Regions from separate parts of the Rattus norvegicus genome. Here region 2 is linked to region 1. The links are chromatin contacts, called in public Hi-C maps. All regions are on one chromosome and are shown on one strand. The core of a region is the stretch at or near the end of the contact, and the rest is flanking DNA. Distances in the headings are between cores, read along the strand shown.

Region 1 (4,172 bases), core at 260-2,759:
CACGGTCCTAAAAATGTGATTGTCAAGTAGGAATTATTATTGCTGAAATATGACCTTGGGAAAAACGTAACAGCCAACTTGAAACTTTGCCTTCTGCAAACTTCTCTATGAGTAATGTTATTTTATATGAAGCAAACATTACCAAAATTATACCATTGGTTTTAATAAACCATGACAGGTTTATTCTAACTTCTTTCTCCAGTACTTTGTGATAAACTATGTATTATAAACCATGTCTCTGTTTATTTATTAAGCTTTATATAATATCGAACTCTTTATTGTAGTTGGCTTCAAATGTGATTGACAGAGTAAAAATACGTGGCATTTTCATACTTAGTATAGCTTGACTGAGTAACAATCTTAACGTTGTACAGTAACTAATTGTCTCTTTACAGTGGGTGGTGAAAACATTTGTTACTGTTTTCTCACCCCAGACTAAGAATTCTGGCACACTCATCCTAGGCAGGACTGTTTTCTTTGGAGAAGAATTAATTATAATGAAAGAAGAGGCTTGCACATTTCAGTAACACTTGGGGCAGAAGTGTTTTTTAGTTACAGAATTCATTTCAAGTCTTTGGAGTAAGCTAACTTGGTAGTTAGGCAGCAAAAACCTGTATCTGGGAAAACCATATAGCCATGGTATAGTAGGCCTAATTGTGAAACTGAAATTCACTGATTTCTCTAAATGTCTTACAAGAAGCATAGCGCTTTTAAACTTGAACAGCACAGTACGCATGTGATATGCAAGTCATAATTCCCATTTTACAAATGCAGGAAGCGAGAAACTGAAGTTAAGCATCTCACACCAAGTTATGGGGCGACCACACAGTGTGGACTGATACAGCGTCCTTTTGTTTTGTTGTTCAATTACATTTGGAGCTCATTTTTAAAATAAGAGGTTTGTGGCTGTGGAATATGTCTTGCTGTATTGATGGAACAACACCATTTTTGACAGGAAAGTTTAAGATCAAATCTACTCTTTATTTTCCAAGGCTCCTTGTCTGACTTTTAGTGTCATGACTCATACCGCATTCATACCACTTTGGTTTCCTCATTCTCGTACTTTCTGTATGGATACAGTCTGAAGCAAACCTTATTGCGTGACAGTCACTTTAGCGTTGTCAAGGGTGAATGCTAGCTGGGAGAAAGCCTTCCTCAGTCTCTAGGGAGCCTGAGCCCTGGACAACGTTTTGAATGCCTACCATAAATCTTTCTAAATATCTTCTTATCAGATCCCGAATTTGAGAGAGCAGGAGACAAGGCAATAAGAAGTCACAGTAAGAAACAGCAACAGCCGAGCTTGGTTAGATTTCAACTTTGCCACTGCCCACTGCTTACTTATCTCCGATCCAGTCTCTTGCTCTGGATTAGGTACCTATAGCTCAGGTGTTGAAAACACCGAGCCAGTGTTTATCACTGCTTACAGAAACACTTGCTCCGGAGTTCTGGAAATCGGGTTTCACCTCCTCCATCCTTCGTGGTGCCCTCTCAGCTCCCCTAGAGACGACACTCTAGGGGGCCTGCCACTGTGTGTTCAAAAGTTAAGTCCCTGGCTGTGCGTCAGTGTCTGCGGCTGGAATGTGTTTCCCATATGTGCAGGCAACTGGAGCCTCTCCTGGAGCTGTTTGGCAGAGCTGTTTAGCAGGTGCATAAGTCTGAACATTCCTGAATCAGGAGGGGGCGGCTCTGGGATTCAGAGAGCACTAATCGGGCTACCGGCAGGAGTGAGGCGGAAGCCGGAGCATCCACTTGAGCTCCCCATTTGCAATGAATGAGAGTCGCGATGTGGGAACCCCGGGGCAGAAGTGCTTTTCCGGGACAGCGGCAGCAGAAGCCGGTTCCCAGGACAGCAGGAGGGCAGGTCCGGCCCCGAGGCCGCGCGGCCAGGTGCAGCCGCAGGGCGCGTCCCCGTGCGCCCCCTCCCCCTCCCGCCGACTTCCTGGTTCGCGGAAGGTGGCGGAGCCGCCGCCAGCCCGGTCGCGGGAACCGAGAGGCGGGGGCAGGGGCGGGGGCGGCGTCGCCGCGGTGCTGTCCCCGCGAGGCCGCGGAGGGCGCCGTGGGCCGACCGCCGCTCGGAGCAGCGCGTCCCGGACGGCGTGCGGGCGTGCGGGCGCGGGGCGACGGCGGCCCCGCAGCGACATGTGACCATGGACCGCAGGACCAGGTGAGCGGCGGCGGGGCCAGGTCTCCGCCGTCCCGGGTGCGGCCTGCCCGGTACGGCCCGCTGCGCGGCGGTCGGCGCTAGGCCGCAAAGCCTGCCCGCCGGGCGACCCGGCTTCCCTGGGCCCGGTCGGCCGTGCGCCGCGGCGGCGGGCGGGCGAGCGGGCGGCTCTGCGAGCGGTGGTTAGGAAACCGCTCCCCCGGCGTTAGGATCGTCGTTGCTCCCTTTAGGATGATTTTCCACGGTGGCCTGAGATGCTTTCTGATCCTTTTCCTTCGTTTAAAATGAAAGCGGCGTTTGTTTATGCCGGCGCTGTGTGTGCTGCTTGCAGAGTGGTATATGCGCTAAGGTGGCTGGCCCTTCACCATTGGCCATTTTACTTGTAGGGAGTAGGTAAAAAGCAATTTGAATAACGGTGGAGGCTCTGCTTGGTAGTGTCTTAGGGATAGGCATTTGCTGTTTTTCTCTGGAAACTTTACTTTGGGAAGAAATTTCGTCTTCTTTGACCGCCCCCTCCCCTTCCGTTTTACCTCACTGTGTATTAGAGCCACGGTGAAAGGCCCTGTAGATTGCGGAGAAGTATAACCGAGCCAGTAGTTAATTTATCTAAGACAAAGTCTAAATATTTTATGAAAATAGAAACGTTACACAATTTAGAATATTTCCTTTAATGTTTGACACCATAGAGAGCAGGGTGGTTAAAAAAAGCACTTACCCTTTGGACATTTAATTGTACTATGAGGGAACTTAAAAAAAAAAATTCCCAGAGCCCATTTTATGCTCATGAAACAAGTTAAGCGGGTGGGATGAGGAAGTGGAGAAATGGATATTTGTAAATTTAATTTGTATGGCTTGTCTTTCCTTCCAGTTCTATAGAATGTCACGTAATATATTTATATGTATATTTATATGTAAATATTTAAAATCAATGTTTGTTTAGAAGTGAGAGGTAGCATTGATATCTTAAAGTATATATTTAAAATGCTAATGTACAGAGGCACTCACCTTAACAGAAGTAATTCAAATATACATCATCACTTTTTTTGCATTGTGATGTCTTTTCCTTTAACAGTTTCCCCTGCCTCTCCCTCCCATTATTGTCAAACCCAAGGCCTCAAGCACTCTAGGGCAGATACTGTGTACTGGTGAGCCACATCCCGAGACTTAGTCTTATACCTTCTCATGGAAAGAGACGTTACAAAACCAAATTTTTGTTTGCTCTAAGTATCTCAGTATATTCCAGTCTGCCTTTTGAAATGTAGCAGATAAATAGGTTAGGAGTGCAGTGTAAGAAATTAGGAAGAAGAAAGACTCCAAACTAGTAACTTCTAAAGGAAGTGAAACAAACTTTCTGTACTCTGTGGAGGATTTAACGAGGAGGCCAATGTCCAAATTCCTTAAAAATAACTGATCTAAGGAAAGTAATTTTCGTTAGGTTTTGTTTCCTCAGGGTGTGTGAACAGCTCTCTTACTTTGAACACGCGCATAAGTACCATAAAGTACCATAAAGATCTCAGGAGCCTGTGCTAAATGCCCTGTCCACGGAGCGCTTTCCTGAAAGGGTCTGGGATGCAGCAGTAGTCAGGTTTTCATCTTCTGGGTTGGAGCAGGTCCTTTGGAGAAAGCAGGACAGCCTGTGTTAGATCAGCTTGAGAAGATGCTTAAGGGTGTATTGGCTGTCTAGTTTTGATTCGATAGGGTGAAAGTACACTCCACAATGCTCTTTCCCACATCGACGTTGCTCTGTGAAGTGGGCAGGGTGCATTAGAGGTGAGAAAGCATTCTCAGAGCTGACATACTTTGTCCCCTGATTCAGAACTCCAAAGTCTGAACTATGACTTACCAAACTGATAAAACGTTTTCCTTTATATTTCTACTGCCTAGTCGGGGAGAATCACAGAATATGCATGCTGAGACAGATTTAGAGGCGATGGTGCACTCGGGAGGCAGAGGCAGGCAGGTCTCTGAGTTAGAGGCCAGCCTGGTCTACAGAGTGAGCTCCAGGGCAACA
Region 2 (3,876 bases), core at 995-3,494, 140 kb after region 1:
ATTTTTCCTTTGATGAATATGAAATGTCCTTCCTTATCTCTTTTGATGACTTTTAGTTGGAAATTGATTTTATTTGATATTAGAATGGCTACTCCAGCTTGCTTCTTCTGACCATTTGCTTGGAAAGTTGTTTTCCAGCCTTTCACTCTGAGGTAGTGTCTGTCTTTGTCTCTGAGGTGTGTTTCCTGTAGGCAGCAGAATGCAGGGTCCTCGTTGCGTATCCAGTTTGTTAATCTATGTCTTTTTATTGGGGAGTTGAGGCCATTGTTATTGAGAGATATTAAGGAATAGTGATTATTGTTTCCTTTTATATTCATATTTGATGTGAGGTTATGTTTGTGTGCTTTCATTCTCTTTGTTTTGTTGCCAAGATGATTAGTTTCTTGCTTCTTCTAGGGTATAGCTTGCCTCCTTATGTTGGGCTTTACCATTTATTATCCTTTGTAGTGCTGGATTTGTAGAAAGATATTGTGTAAATTTGGTTTTGTCATGGAATATCTTGGTTTCTCCATCAATGTTAATTGAGAGTTTTGCTGGATACAGTAACCTGGGCTGGCATTTGTGTTCTCTTAGGGTCTGTATGACATCAGTCCAGGATCTTCTGGCCTTCATAGTTTCTGGCGAGAAGTCTGGTGTGATTCTGATAGGTCTCCCTTTATATGTTACTTGACCTTTTTCCCTTACTGCTTTTAATATTCTTTCTTTATTTTGTGCGTTTGGTGTTTTGACAATTATGTGACGGGAGGTGTTTCTTTTCTGGTCCAATCTATTTGGAGTTCTGTAGGCTTCTTGTATGCCTATGGGTATCTCTTTTTTTAGGTTAGGGAAGTTTTCTTCTATGATTTTGTTGAAGATATTTACTGGTCCTTTGAGCTGGGAGTCTTCACTCTCTTCTATACCTATTATCCTTAGATTTGATCTTCTCATTGAGTCCTGGATTTCCTGTATGTTTTGGACCAGTAGCTTTTTCCGCTTTACATTATCTTTGACAGTTGAGTCAATGATTTCTATGGAATCTTCTGCTCCTGAGATTCTCTCTTCCATCTCTTGTATTCTGTTGGTGAAGCTTGTATCTACAGCTCCTTGTCTCTTCTTTTGGTTTTCTATATCCAGGGTTGTTTCCATGTGTTCTTTCTTGATTGCTTCTATTTCCATTTTTAATTCTTGAAGGTACTTTTAAACAATATTTTTAGTACACATGCATTTTGACTGGAACCTGTTACATGAGACCAGGTGTGCAGTTTTCTACTTAGTGTCATGTTGGCGTTGAAAAAAGTTAAAGAATTTGGAATCTTTTGGGGTTTAGAGGTTTTAGATAAGGATGCTCAGTTTGCAAAGTATGATAGCCTTACAGTTAGCCTTCCCCAAGACATGTAAGCCTCTTAACACTGGGTCTCTGTGTGTCTTATGTGATAGCATATAGAAGGTAATACTTTTTTGTTGGTGTAAGTAAAGATGTTATGATTTTCCTGATTTCATAACTACTAGAAGGCTTTAAAACATTTAAACTTAATCTTTGTATATATTTTGTTGGTAGACTATATATACGAAGAGCCATCTGGTTCAGATAATCTTTCACTAAGCAATTGAAATACTGCAATTCATGTCATCTAAGCATAGAGTTTTGACAATGACAGAACGTACTTGTACCCCATCCACTGCAAACGTTTTGTGTTAATGACCAGGCACTTGAGACCAGCTTCTCTGAGCAGCTATCACAGGCCATGCAGCTCTACCCGTCTCCAAACTCTGCACTTGGAAAACTGATTGCTAGATTTCATCCAACCTACATGCTTGTGCTTAGTGACTTACTGTCATCTATTTTCTTATAATTATGATATTTATTTACTTGTAACTTTGCTGTCTTCTATTCAACTTCATGATGTAATTGCTCAATTTTTAAAACACTACAGCTCTGTGTACTGTTGGTCAAATGTGCACATTGGATCTTCTTTGGTCTTCTGTCTTCATAAGTATGTGCTTGAATGTCTTGTACTTGAGAACAACTTTTAATTAATATTCCTATCATTGGGGAAGTATAATTCCTTATAGACCTATGGAAGTCTGAAGCCTACATATAGTAGATAAATAAGCCCTATAGTATGTGTATTCATTCAAGTGATACAGTGAGTGGGGTTTCTTAAGGCAGACATGAGCTAAAAAGAGATTGTCCTGTATTCTTAACCTTCTCCCTGTCCTTTTGTCTGGAATGTTTCCAAGGGCTGGGTGACAGTTCTCCTTGAGTAGGCCTGATTAGCAAGGGTGTCACTTGCCAAACTCTGAGCAGTGCAGGGATTTGTGACACAGCATGTATGGTCTTAGAAGCCATCTTCTAGGAAGCCAGTCCTTCTCACCACCTAGCGCCATTGCTCGCTGGTGCACACTGCGTTACATGCTTAGGGGCTTGGGCGTGTGGGTAGGGTAGCTGCAGGGGTTGGGCGTTTGTCTGCAAGGTATGCACTCAGTGGAATCTCGCCCTCATGGCGGCTCCTCCTCTTAGATAAGCTGTTCCTTTTGCTTCACTTTCTTTTCTCAGTAAGAAAGGTAAGCTTTCCTTTTTAAAAGTTTAAGTGAGATGTTACAAAAGTAATTTGTTTCCACATGCACAAGGTACATAACTATGCTTCTCTAAGGAATGTAAACTCTCAGCTTAGAAAGACGTAAAAATGTACAGTTCACAATCAGCGTCTGAAAGCTCTTGGAGAATTTGGCAGTGTGTAGTTGAGCCTCACTTTTAGTCTCTAATCTGCTTTATAATCTGCTCAGATCTTTGGTCTGTCCGTGTTAAATAGAAGTATTTTAATGCCTCCTAGTGGCATAGTGTTTCCTGTAATTAAGGAATGAAAAATATTGTGTATTGAAAGAATACTGTGATAAACTAACACAGCCAGTTTGCAAGGCACTTGAGTGCTTCTGGTTTGGTACCAGAGTCTGAGTCAGACTGCATTATTGTCGTGTAACATCGATAAAAGGTCTTACTGGAAAATGCATAATGTACATGAACAGGTGATTGAAAATTGAAATATTTTTATTTTAGGTCACATTACTGTAATTGATTTATATTGAATGAAGTCATTTTATACTTACATGTAGAATGGTGATGCTGTTAATGAGATTTTGATTGCTTTGTGTCCATGTATTATTGTTTTAAATGTAGCTATTATGTGTATATTTTGACTTCTTTTAAAAAGATGGAGCAATTTTCTTATGGAAAGTATATGGTTTAGTTTCATATAGTTTTTTAAAAAAAATCCTCCTTCAAGTTAGCTAAAAGGACTTCTTTGAGAACCTTGACATGGAGACTATTGTAAAACACTGCACAGTGAAAAAGAACACTGGTTTAATTACTCCTTTAACCACCAAGAATATACTTTATAACTGTAATAATTTTAAAAATAAAAGCCACATAGAAAGAAATGTGAACGAGGATTAGTTAGGGAGAAAAAAAATGGTATCCCTTTGTTAAGCATTAGAATTCTTTACTTACTGCTTGCCAAAACACAACAATTAAAATGGCAATTATGTCTAACGTAGCAGCAGTGTAATTGCAGCTGCTTGATAGAAAGCTAGGAAACAAAATGTTAATCTGGAATGAGCAGTTTAAATATGAAATTATGATATACTTGGCTTCCTGTAGTACAGCTGTCAAGCTTGGGCAGCTCGCTGGTCAATAGTGACATTCTGTGTGTCAGTGAACAGAGTCTCTTGATACCATAACCCACAGTTCACACGTTACTGAGGCTCCGACTGTCGAACACTGAAGTCCCCTGGTATTCGCGCAGCTCCAGACTCTCCTGACTGGCTCATGTTTCATTCTTTGGCAATTTGCCCTAATGATATCCCTCAGGAGCTTTCAGCCTCTCTTCTTCCCATATT

What was found. A called contact is a pair of places that touch in the nucleus more often than the background predicts.
Region 2: a contact with region 1 is called in a Hi-C map of psoas muscle, with 2.8 times the contacts expected there. The contact joins the enhancer-like site here to the promoter of Dennd1b in region 1. A contact is called at or near these places in 2 of 12 Hi-C or Micro-C datasets (kidney and psoas muscle).

Annotation. Positions count from the first base shown.
Region 1 is chr13:53,095,208-53,099,379 of GRCr8, forward strand. Dennd1b (DENN domain containing 1B) reads left to right here and starts at 1,510. Exons shown (of 21, transcript XM_063272684.1): 1 at 1,510-1,645.
Region 2 is chr13:53,231,552-53,235,427 of GRCr8, forward strand. All of the region lies in intron 8 of Dennd1b (DENN domain containing 1B), which reads left to right. Among named protein-coding and RNA genes, the nearest start is that of Dennd1b, 140 kb to the left of the region's middle. Within about 2 kb of position 2,245, at least 1 of the 93 cell types and tissues checked has an H3K27ac peak or open chromatin away from gene starts, as enhancers often do.